3 separate regions of the Mus musculus genome follow, and all the other regions are linked to region 1. Evidence: chromatin contacts called from public HiChIP or PLAC-seq data. All regions are on one chromosome and are shown on one strand. Each heading gives the region's core, a stretch centred on a gene start, on an enhancer-like site or on the middle of the called end of the contact. The rest is flanking DNA. Distances are from core to core; before and after follow the strand shown. Region 1 has its middle 71 kb from the start of 1700044C05Rik. Region 2 has its middle 6.9 kb from the start of Gm22379. Region 3 has its middle 30 kb from the start of 4933431J24Rik.

The links. HiChIP or PLAC-seq counts read pairs in DNA pulled down with a chosen protein or histone mark.
Region 2: an H3K4me3 HiChIP or PLAC-seq map of stem cell-derived neural progenitor cells shows a contact between it and region 1, with 4 times the contacts expected there. The contact joins two enhancer-like sites. A contact is called at or near these places in 4 of 39 promoter capture datasets (the HPC-7 cell line, cranial neural crest, embryonic stem cells and 1 more), 1 of 484 Hi-C or Micro-C datasets (palatal mesenchyme), 5 of 115 datasets of contacts at active chromatin or transcription factors (embryonic hindbrain, embryonic midbrain, embryonic stem cells and 2 more) and 2 of 9 other capture datasets (embryonic stem cells and embryonic tail).
Region 3: an H3K4me3 HiChIP or PLAC-seq map of craniofacial prominence shows a contact between it and region 1, with 3 times the contacts expected there. The contact joins two enhancer-like sites. A contact is called at or near these places in 1 of 39 promoter capture datasets (the 3T3-L1 cell line) and 7 of 115 datasets of contacts at active chromatin or transcription factors (cardiomyocytes, craniofacial prominence, embryonic basal ganglia and 4 more).

Annotation. Positions count from the first base shown.
Region 1 is chr14:118,435,665-118,438,308 of GRCm38.p6, forward strand. No RefSeq gene overlaps it. Among named protein-coding and RNA genes, the nearest start is that of 1700044C05Rik, 71 kb to the left of the region's middle. Within about 2 kb of position 1,352, at least 98 of the 459 cell types and tissues checked have an H3K27ac peak or open chromatin away from gene starts, as enhancers often do. A contact at or near this core is called in craniofacial prominence, embryonic basal ganglia and embryonic forebrain, where this site is marked.
Region 2 is chr14:118,766,912-118,769,555 of GRCm38.p6, forward strand. No RefSeq gene overlaps it. Among named protein-coding and RNA genes, the nearest start is that of Gm22379, 6.9 kb to the right of the region's middle. Within about 2 kb of position 1,325, at least 21 of the 459 cell types and tissues checked have an H3K27ac peak or open chromatin away from gene starts, as enhancers often do.
Region 3 is chr14:118,179,717-118,182,360 of GRCm38.p6, forward strand. It overlaps the pseudogene Gm4674. Among named protein-coding and RNA genes, the nearest start is that of 4933431J24Rik, 30 kb to the right of the region's middle. Within about 2 kb of position 1,290, at least 211 of the 459 cell types and tissues checked have an H3K27ac peak or open chromatin away from gene starts, as enhancers often do. A contact at or near this core is called in craniofacial prominence, embryonic basal ganglia and embryonic forebrain, where this site is marked.

The sequences.
Region 1 (2,644 bases), core at 102-2,601:
TAATAATGGTATCAATTATTGCAATTTGTGCAGCTGGAATAGATACATAAATAGGTAAGCGTTATTTTTTTCAATATTACTGGTGGAAAATGAATTTCAGACGTTAGGACCTGGGAGAGTCAGACGCTCCAGCTGCCGGGTGAAGGCCCCTCCCTCGGTTCTGGCCAGCAGCCCTGACATCCCTGCACAAAGTAATCACAGATCACAGCATTTAATCACGGAAGACAAGCACTCCAGAGGACAGCGGTGTCAATATCCCACTCTCTCATTATCTGTTTGGATTGCACATCCACACTGTCAGATAAACAGAGTGGAAAATTAAGATTAAAAATATGGTAATTTCATTTCAGGCAGCAGGCACCACTCACTGCCCCTATTATGCTATTGATTACCTCTGAATTCAATTTTTCTTTCAATGCAAACTTTAATCTGTTTGCTACCCAGCAATTCAACTCCCCAAGGGCTATTTGAGAGTAAGTAACCATTTAATCTGATGCTAACTGAAAAATCACCGTCCTTAATGAATTGTGTAAATCATTCAGCTCGCAAGCACCTTTGACTTCTATTTCATTTTTTATTTTCCACTCAATATAGGAAAGGATCGGCGTGTGAATAATTACAAAGTAGCAAGTATTTTTACATAGCGCAAATATGATAAAAACCCTATTATAGTGGGGCATGTGTAATGAACAGTACTTTTTAATTTCAAAATAGCTATTCATTAAAAAAAGAATGGAAGATTAAAAAGAGAGGCTCAAAGCTCCAGGTAAAAGTTGATAGACATTGTAATTACATGGTTAATTTCAAAGATTTATATGCTGTTATGATTTAAAAGGAATTTTTATGACCTGACATTTATATTCGAGAAGATTTTTTATTTAAAACTAATCTTCGAGCTCCTGCTCTTAATTATTTCTTGGCAAACGATAAATGGGAATACAAAAAAAATGCCCTATATCAAATTTTAAACTGAATAAATGCATGCGAATTTTCCAACAGCAGTAAAATGGTTTTACTTATTTGAATTGCTTCACATTGAGATTCCAGGATGGGGGAATTTGTGGGAGATAGCGCTGCAAATTATTGGCCCATTTAAGGGAGCAGCAATCTTAACCGCCACACAGCGTTTATGACACTTGAAAATACCAGATCGCAGAGAGGGTTTTGCTCGGGCGATTTGATTGTCTTTGAAGTCGGCCTTCGGAGTTTTCAACAGGTCTCTTGCCTGCTGGTCCCAGATCCGAGGGCTCCGGGGAGCAGGGGGTGGGACGCTTGCTCGGCTTGTCTCTCACCCCGCAGCTGCAGCGCCAGGGCGCCGCGGGTGGCAGCAGCTGCGAGGTGTCTGCAGGGATGCGCGGCCGAGTCTGGGGCGCCCCGGCGGCCAGACGCAATCATCCGCAGCTCCCTGCACACTGTTAGCAACCGGCTTCCCGAGGTCGAGCCCGTGAATCCTCCCGACAGGGCAAGACTCCGGCCCTGCAGCGGCCGCAGAGAGAGGCACTGGAGTTCAGCACCGTCCACAGCCCTGCCAGTACTGGCGTCCTTCCCGCTTGGCCTCGGCGGGGGGTGGGGGGTCGCCGCTGCTTGTCCCTCTAGCTTTCTTCTCTATTTTCCCGCTGCCATGCCGCACCGCGTATGGGAGACTGCAGGCCAGAGAGGCCCAGGTCCTCCTGCATCCCCATCCTTCTGCACCATCGGGCCACCCCACACCCCACTCTCCGCCACCGCGGTCTTTAGCTCAGCACCAGGGAGCCCTTCACCAGGGGACAGGCAGGAGCATAAGTGCGGATAGGAATGGAGGGGATCTTGACGGGAACAGATTGCAGCTAGGAGCCCGCGACCAGTAGAATCCAATGCTTCCTTAAAGAGCCTTGTCGTCCCTCAGGGTACTGGGGACACTGGGCGGGCGGAAACTCCTGGCGCTAGGCTTTGCAGTTCCGAGAATGAGGATGGGGCAGGGAGGTTCCTGGTGCGCGCAGCTCGCAGTGATTTTTTTAGCCCTTTAGGAGGGGGCTGAGTGAATTTCCACGGTGGGTACCCTTAGACCACCCCTTTTCTGCACCAACTCCGCACCAACTCGCCGCTCCAGCCTCTCTCTGGAGGGCTGGCTGCTCTGCAAACCCGCTGGAGTCCTGCTTTAAGCCTGTGCGTGCTGGCTCTGGCTGTCTGCTGACAGGCAGCCTTCAACTCAGGACACTGTTCCGCCCGCATTCAGGGGCCCTAGATCTTCACCGGACCCCACCTAGAAATTTCCATCTCTGCATTCCACGTTTCGGACGGGGGCGGAGGAGGGTAAAGGGGGGCGTTAAAGAGAACCACGTGAGCCCAAAGCAGGGGGGGTGGTCCTTTCCAGCTCTCTTAAAGATGGCCTTTTGCTCAAACTCTTGGTAACTTACGACTCTACACAAAGCCAGGTCCCTGGAAGAGTTTAGGGAGGAAGGTACCAGAGTCAGTTGTGCTGCCAGACATGGAGGCTATAATTTTATCCCGGTCCAGTTTGTTCTGAATTTGAGCTGGTGGTTTTTTCACGCAGCGAGGACAACCTTGCCATTAGTCGTTATTACTTTACAACCTTAAGGACAATCCATCTTAACCTCCCGGATGGCTGTGGTCCCCAAATCAAAACCTTACTTTTGCTCTGTGG
Region 2 (2,644 bases), core at 75-2,574, 330 kb after region 1:
GAGGCACACTGGCTCCGGACCGTGGGGAAACCCCTGTCTTTAGGATATAACCCCACTGGCATCACTTTTGCCTTGGATACTCCCAACCTTGGAAGGACTGACCCAGAGTGTAGAGAACTGGAGGGTTCCGTGAAAGGGCTCCATGTAAGTCTATTAGACCATCGGTGAAGTGTCAGATGCCCTTCTACAAAACATGGTGTAAGTGTAAGGGGCTTTTCTGTGCGGCAGGAATTAATTGGGTGCCAAATGTAAAAGGGTGAGCTTTTCTATGCCTGCCCTTGCTTTGAATAATGACACAGAGACCTGGTATATTTATTGAAAACTTCAGGCACTGAGCTGGGCAGATTCTGATATTCTAACTGGACTGTGCTGGTCTGGACTATTTTCCAGCCACAGGGCATTCCTGCCATCTTGGTCTCCCTCTGGCTTTCCTCAGTCCTGCCCTCTTGGCATCTCTTCCCCCATCTGATACCCTCTGCCTTCTCTCTCTGGGCACAGAAGGCTCTCTTATCCTCTCCAGCCCAGACATAAGCTGACCAGCTCTTTACTGACCAGTCAGAAGATGGTGGACAACCGTGTTTTACAAAATCACGAAATGTCATGAAAAGCTTCATAATAATAACAACACCGGAGCCGGGCATGGTAGCACACGCCTTTAATCCCAGCACTCAGGAGGCAGAGGCAGGTGGATTTCTGAGTTCAAGGCCAGCCTGGTCTACAAAGTGAGTTCCAGGACAGCCAGGGCTATACAGAGAAACCCTGTCTGGAAAAACAAACAAACAAACAAACAAACAAAAATAATGACAACACCCAGGGCCAGGCTGCAGCCAGAAATCAGCATGTGACTACACAGTGCACAAACACCTCCCCCAACAACAAGGATTAGAGAAACCGGGGCGAAAATAATATCCTCCAGGTGTAGAGCGCTCAATTTGTGACTACTTCTCAACGACAAGATATTAAGTTTCTATGGTGTTCCAGTTCCTCCAGAGTACTGTGTACTTAGTAGTTGCATGGTGCTGTACTTGATGCTCAGTAACATCCTTCCACTAACTTCTCACCAAGTGACTCACGGCTGTCTTTCTCAGTAAGGAAATTAAAGCTAAACTCTCTGGTCCTGGGAAGATAGAGGATTGGAAGACCGGATATCGGAAGTAAGTAATCAGCCGTCTTAGCCTCAGCTCTGGTCTTCTGCTTCCATTTACTTCCACGGCCAATCATTCTTAAGAAGAGTTCTAGTTTCAGGTCACCTCCCTTCTGAGCCTTCTGAGCTGAGTCGGTGGCCACAGTGTCTTATTGGTGTGTGGCCGCCACCTACTGGTCACGATATGCAACTGCAAGAGTGGGCAGGATGTGTGGATCCCTAGCGCGTGTTCAAGGTGATTGGGGTTCTTAGCTCTCCTCACCCACACACCTAGGAAAGGCTACAAGAGGCCTGACTTACGGTCGGTCGTAAGAGGGGGGAATGGATGGCTAAACGTGACGTATTCCGACATTGAATAATAAGGTATAGATGTGCAATCATGCACGGTGTACCGTGACAGCACCACGTTCCGTAAATGCACAGCGTTTAAAAGTTGCCTTCCCCTGAATGAGTGAGTGTGAAAGTCACACCCAACGCCTGCTACACATTTGCTAACCCGTATTAATAAATCCGCCAGTGATCCGTGGTTCCTGTGCAGTCACAGATAAGGTGTCTTATCTGGGTGATTCTGGAATGACCGTAAGGTGCTTGGTTTTCCCGTAACCAAGTTAAATAAACACAAGTGAAACTAAGAGGGTGTGCTCAGCAGAGTTAATAAGCAAGTGAATCTTCCGTAAGCCATGTTGGGATAACTAGAATAAAGAGTGTTGGGGCCAGCGAGATGGCGGCATGAGTGAAGGCACTTGCCACCAAGCCTGACAGTGAGAGTCAATTCCAGGGACACACATCGTGGAAGGGAAGAATCAACTCCTACAAGCTATCCACTGACACACACACACACACAAACACACACACACTCACATATACACTCACACACATATCACACACACACATACACGCACACACATACACACACATCACACACACACATCACACACACATATACAGTCACACACACATCACACACACATACACATTCACACACATCACACACACACATCACACACACATCTCACACACACATTTCACACACACACATCTCACACACACATTTCACACACACACAGCACACACACACAGCACACACACATCTCACACACACACACACATCACACACACACACACTCCTCTTTCAATTAATAAATGTAATCATTTTTCAGAAGTTTAAAAAACTAGAGCTATAAACAGCAGGTAACAACGCTTTCCCACAGATGAGGGTGTGGGAATGCCAAGCTTCTGCACACCTTACTGATACCAGGGCATCCGCTTCTGGACCCAGAGAAGGGGGTCCTTCTAGTGCACTTTTGTTGATGCCATTTGGCCAGTGGTATTTGGTTAGGGTAGCCCAAATTGCAAATGAGGCCACCAGGCCTCCCTCTGGCCTCTTTCCAACCAAATTGTTTTCCCTAACCTGCTCATGATAGAAATTCTGGCATGGCACCCCTACAACTTGACGATCATCTGCTGTTTGCCGGTATAACCTGATGCAGTGGAGCTCCG
Region 3 (2,644 bases), core at 40-2,539, 260 kb before region 1:
GCACTGCGATCAATTTTATTTTATTCTCTAAAGGTGTGGGGCTTTGTGGGCATAAATGACTTTCAATGGTTGTGAAAGTTTCTCTTACCAAGCTTACAGTCCTGTGATACAGGTTTGAACTCTGTCTCTGACAGTTTCTCAGAAGTGTGTATTAGAGAGTAGGTCATGAGGCTAGCCTGAGAACTGGAGACGGACCACATTCCTGCCAGAAAGAATTCAGGTTTTAAGTGCAGAGCAAACATTACAGATTATGACTTCCATTTAGATTTTGTTACTTTCTGAATTATAAACGCCCTTCCCAAGAGCGACATCCCTCTGCCTGCTCTTCAGCTTCTGAGAAGTCATCTCCCAAATCTGCCATTTTTTCATGTTATCCAGTAAGCGGCTTCACGGGACAAAAAAAGTCACTGCTTGCTCTCAACCTGATGTCGCCCCCACCCCCACCCCACCCCACCCCACCCCAGGGTTCTGCTTTAAAGCGGGCGGGCGGGCTTTATTTCCTGCCCTTTGTCTTCTCAAAGCTCCTCCTTGACTCTGTATCACACTGCTGCTTTGGTGTTTCTGATTCTTGATCGCGCTCCACCACCGGCTCAAGCTTCCACTGAGTTTCAACAGCTGCGACATGTCTAAACTGCATTATCTTGCAACTGTTGGCTCCGGTGAGAACGAGAAAGGAGCCAAGTGACTAAAACAAAACATTTCACCGGGTTCCTATGGATACGCCCTGCCACCAGGAAGCGCGCGCTGGGCGGGGCTGACTCCTTCAGCCTCCGATGGCCTCTTCTGCGTGTTGCGTCCTTTGAGCATTCTGTAATGAGTGCCCGGGTAGAACCAGAGAATCTGATGACTGCAGTCACAGCATTAAAGGTGTGCCTTTTCGCCTATAAACCCACTCTTAAATAGGTTATTGTGTTTGAAGTGATTTACTACAATCGTTAAGAGACAAAATATGAATATTGAACAAGCGTTGTGCAAACCAAAGTGGGAAATGGTATACATTATGTAGCAGAGTAATCAGGAAATCACGAATATGCATCCCAATGAGGGTGAAGTCGCAGGGCAGATTGGAAAGACTTTCTTTATTGCAGGTTGAACCTGCGCAGAGCCCAGCACCGGTGATAATGGTGCTTGCGTTCCTTTGCATCTGATTTTTAGGGACCTCCGTGTCACTGTGGCTTCCTCTATGTGTTCAGGTTTTAGTTTTAATATATTTGCTTTGAGTTTGGCTTTGTCTTAGTGAGAAAACGCTGCAAGACACAAGTGTAAGCGTGCTGGATGCCCCTGAGTTACTGGTGGCTGGGGCGGAGCCAGGCAGGGAATAGGCTGTCCTGGAGGGAAGATCAGCTTCTACGTCACTTTAAAGGGAAATGCTTTTAAATCTCCATACACATGGTGGATTTTTTTTTTCTGGGTGTTTTCTATAGTTGGCCTTTTCTATGAGCTCTTCCTGCATAATTTTTTAAAATAAATTTTTGCCCATAATACATATGGGAAATATATGTCCTACTTAGTCACTAGCCGTTCAGTTCTGCATATAGAGGAGAAATGTAAAGTTTTTGTGTTGTCACCTATATGAGTATGTCTTTAGTGTTCTTCAGTACTATAATATTTCAATTATATGTATATTTTACTCACTAATTCCAGGATTTTGTGTTTTCTTTTTACAATTAATTATTTTTTTTAACTAAAAGAGCTGATGATTTTATTTTCACATTTCACATTTCACAATATAAGTGAAAACTGCACTTTTTTGTATTATTTCTCTCTCCAAAAATATTCAGTTAGGAAGGGAAGTTTCCTTTCCATGCATCTAGTAAACACTCAGGCTCAGCACCAAGAGCTCCTGGTGGAACAGAACAAGAAATACAAAACCATCAAGAGCGCTTCTGCTCTTATCTGTCTGGCCGGGTCATGCCAGGCCGGGTGGGCACCATCATAGGGCGGGCAGGAGGTCTTATCATGGGAGGCCCGGGCATCATGGGCATGTGGCCTCCCATGGGTGGTCTCATCCCAGGAGCTGGTCCCACGGTCATCATTCCGGGCGGAGGGGGGGCCCATCATTGACATCATGGGAGGGCCTCCCATGTGGGGCGCAGGCATCATGCCAGGCCGAGGAGGGCCCGGGAGACTGGGGGGAGGTGGGATCATGGCCCCTGCAGGCGGAGGAGCAGAGACCGGAGCGGAGGGATCTTCCCTTGTTGAAATGCAGCCGTTGTCTTGTCAGTCAGGCTCTGGGCCTGCTCTTCCATCCATTTCTGGTAATAGTCTTTCACATTCTCTTTGTGTTTCCGACCACTGCAGTGTGTCTTCCTCACAGATGGAGAATCGTGGGTAAGACACGTATCACAGTAGTCACAATAAAACTTGGGCATGATGCTCCACAAGCCGTTGGCTACCCCGGTCCCCGCCGCCAGGAACTCTACAATCAATTCTTAATCTAATTGTAATTTACTTCGATATGTAACGATAGTTATTATCCAGATGTGTTGGGATAACATGAAGAAAAAAAATTGGTGCCTAGAATAATTGAGAATCTCTTGGGTAGACTAGGTTCTTCATAGTGCTTAGAATTTTTATAGGTGATTCATGGTGTAAAGCCAGAGGGAAGGGCCTCTCTGTAGTCAGGAAGAATTGAACCTTTTCC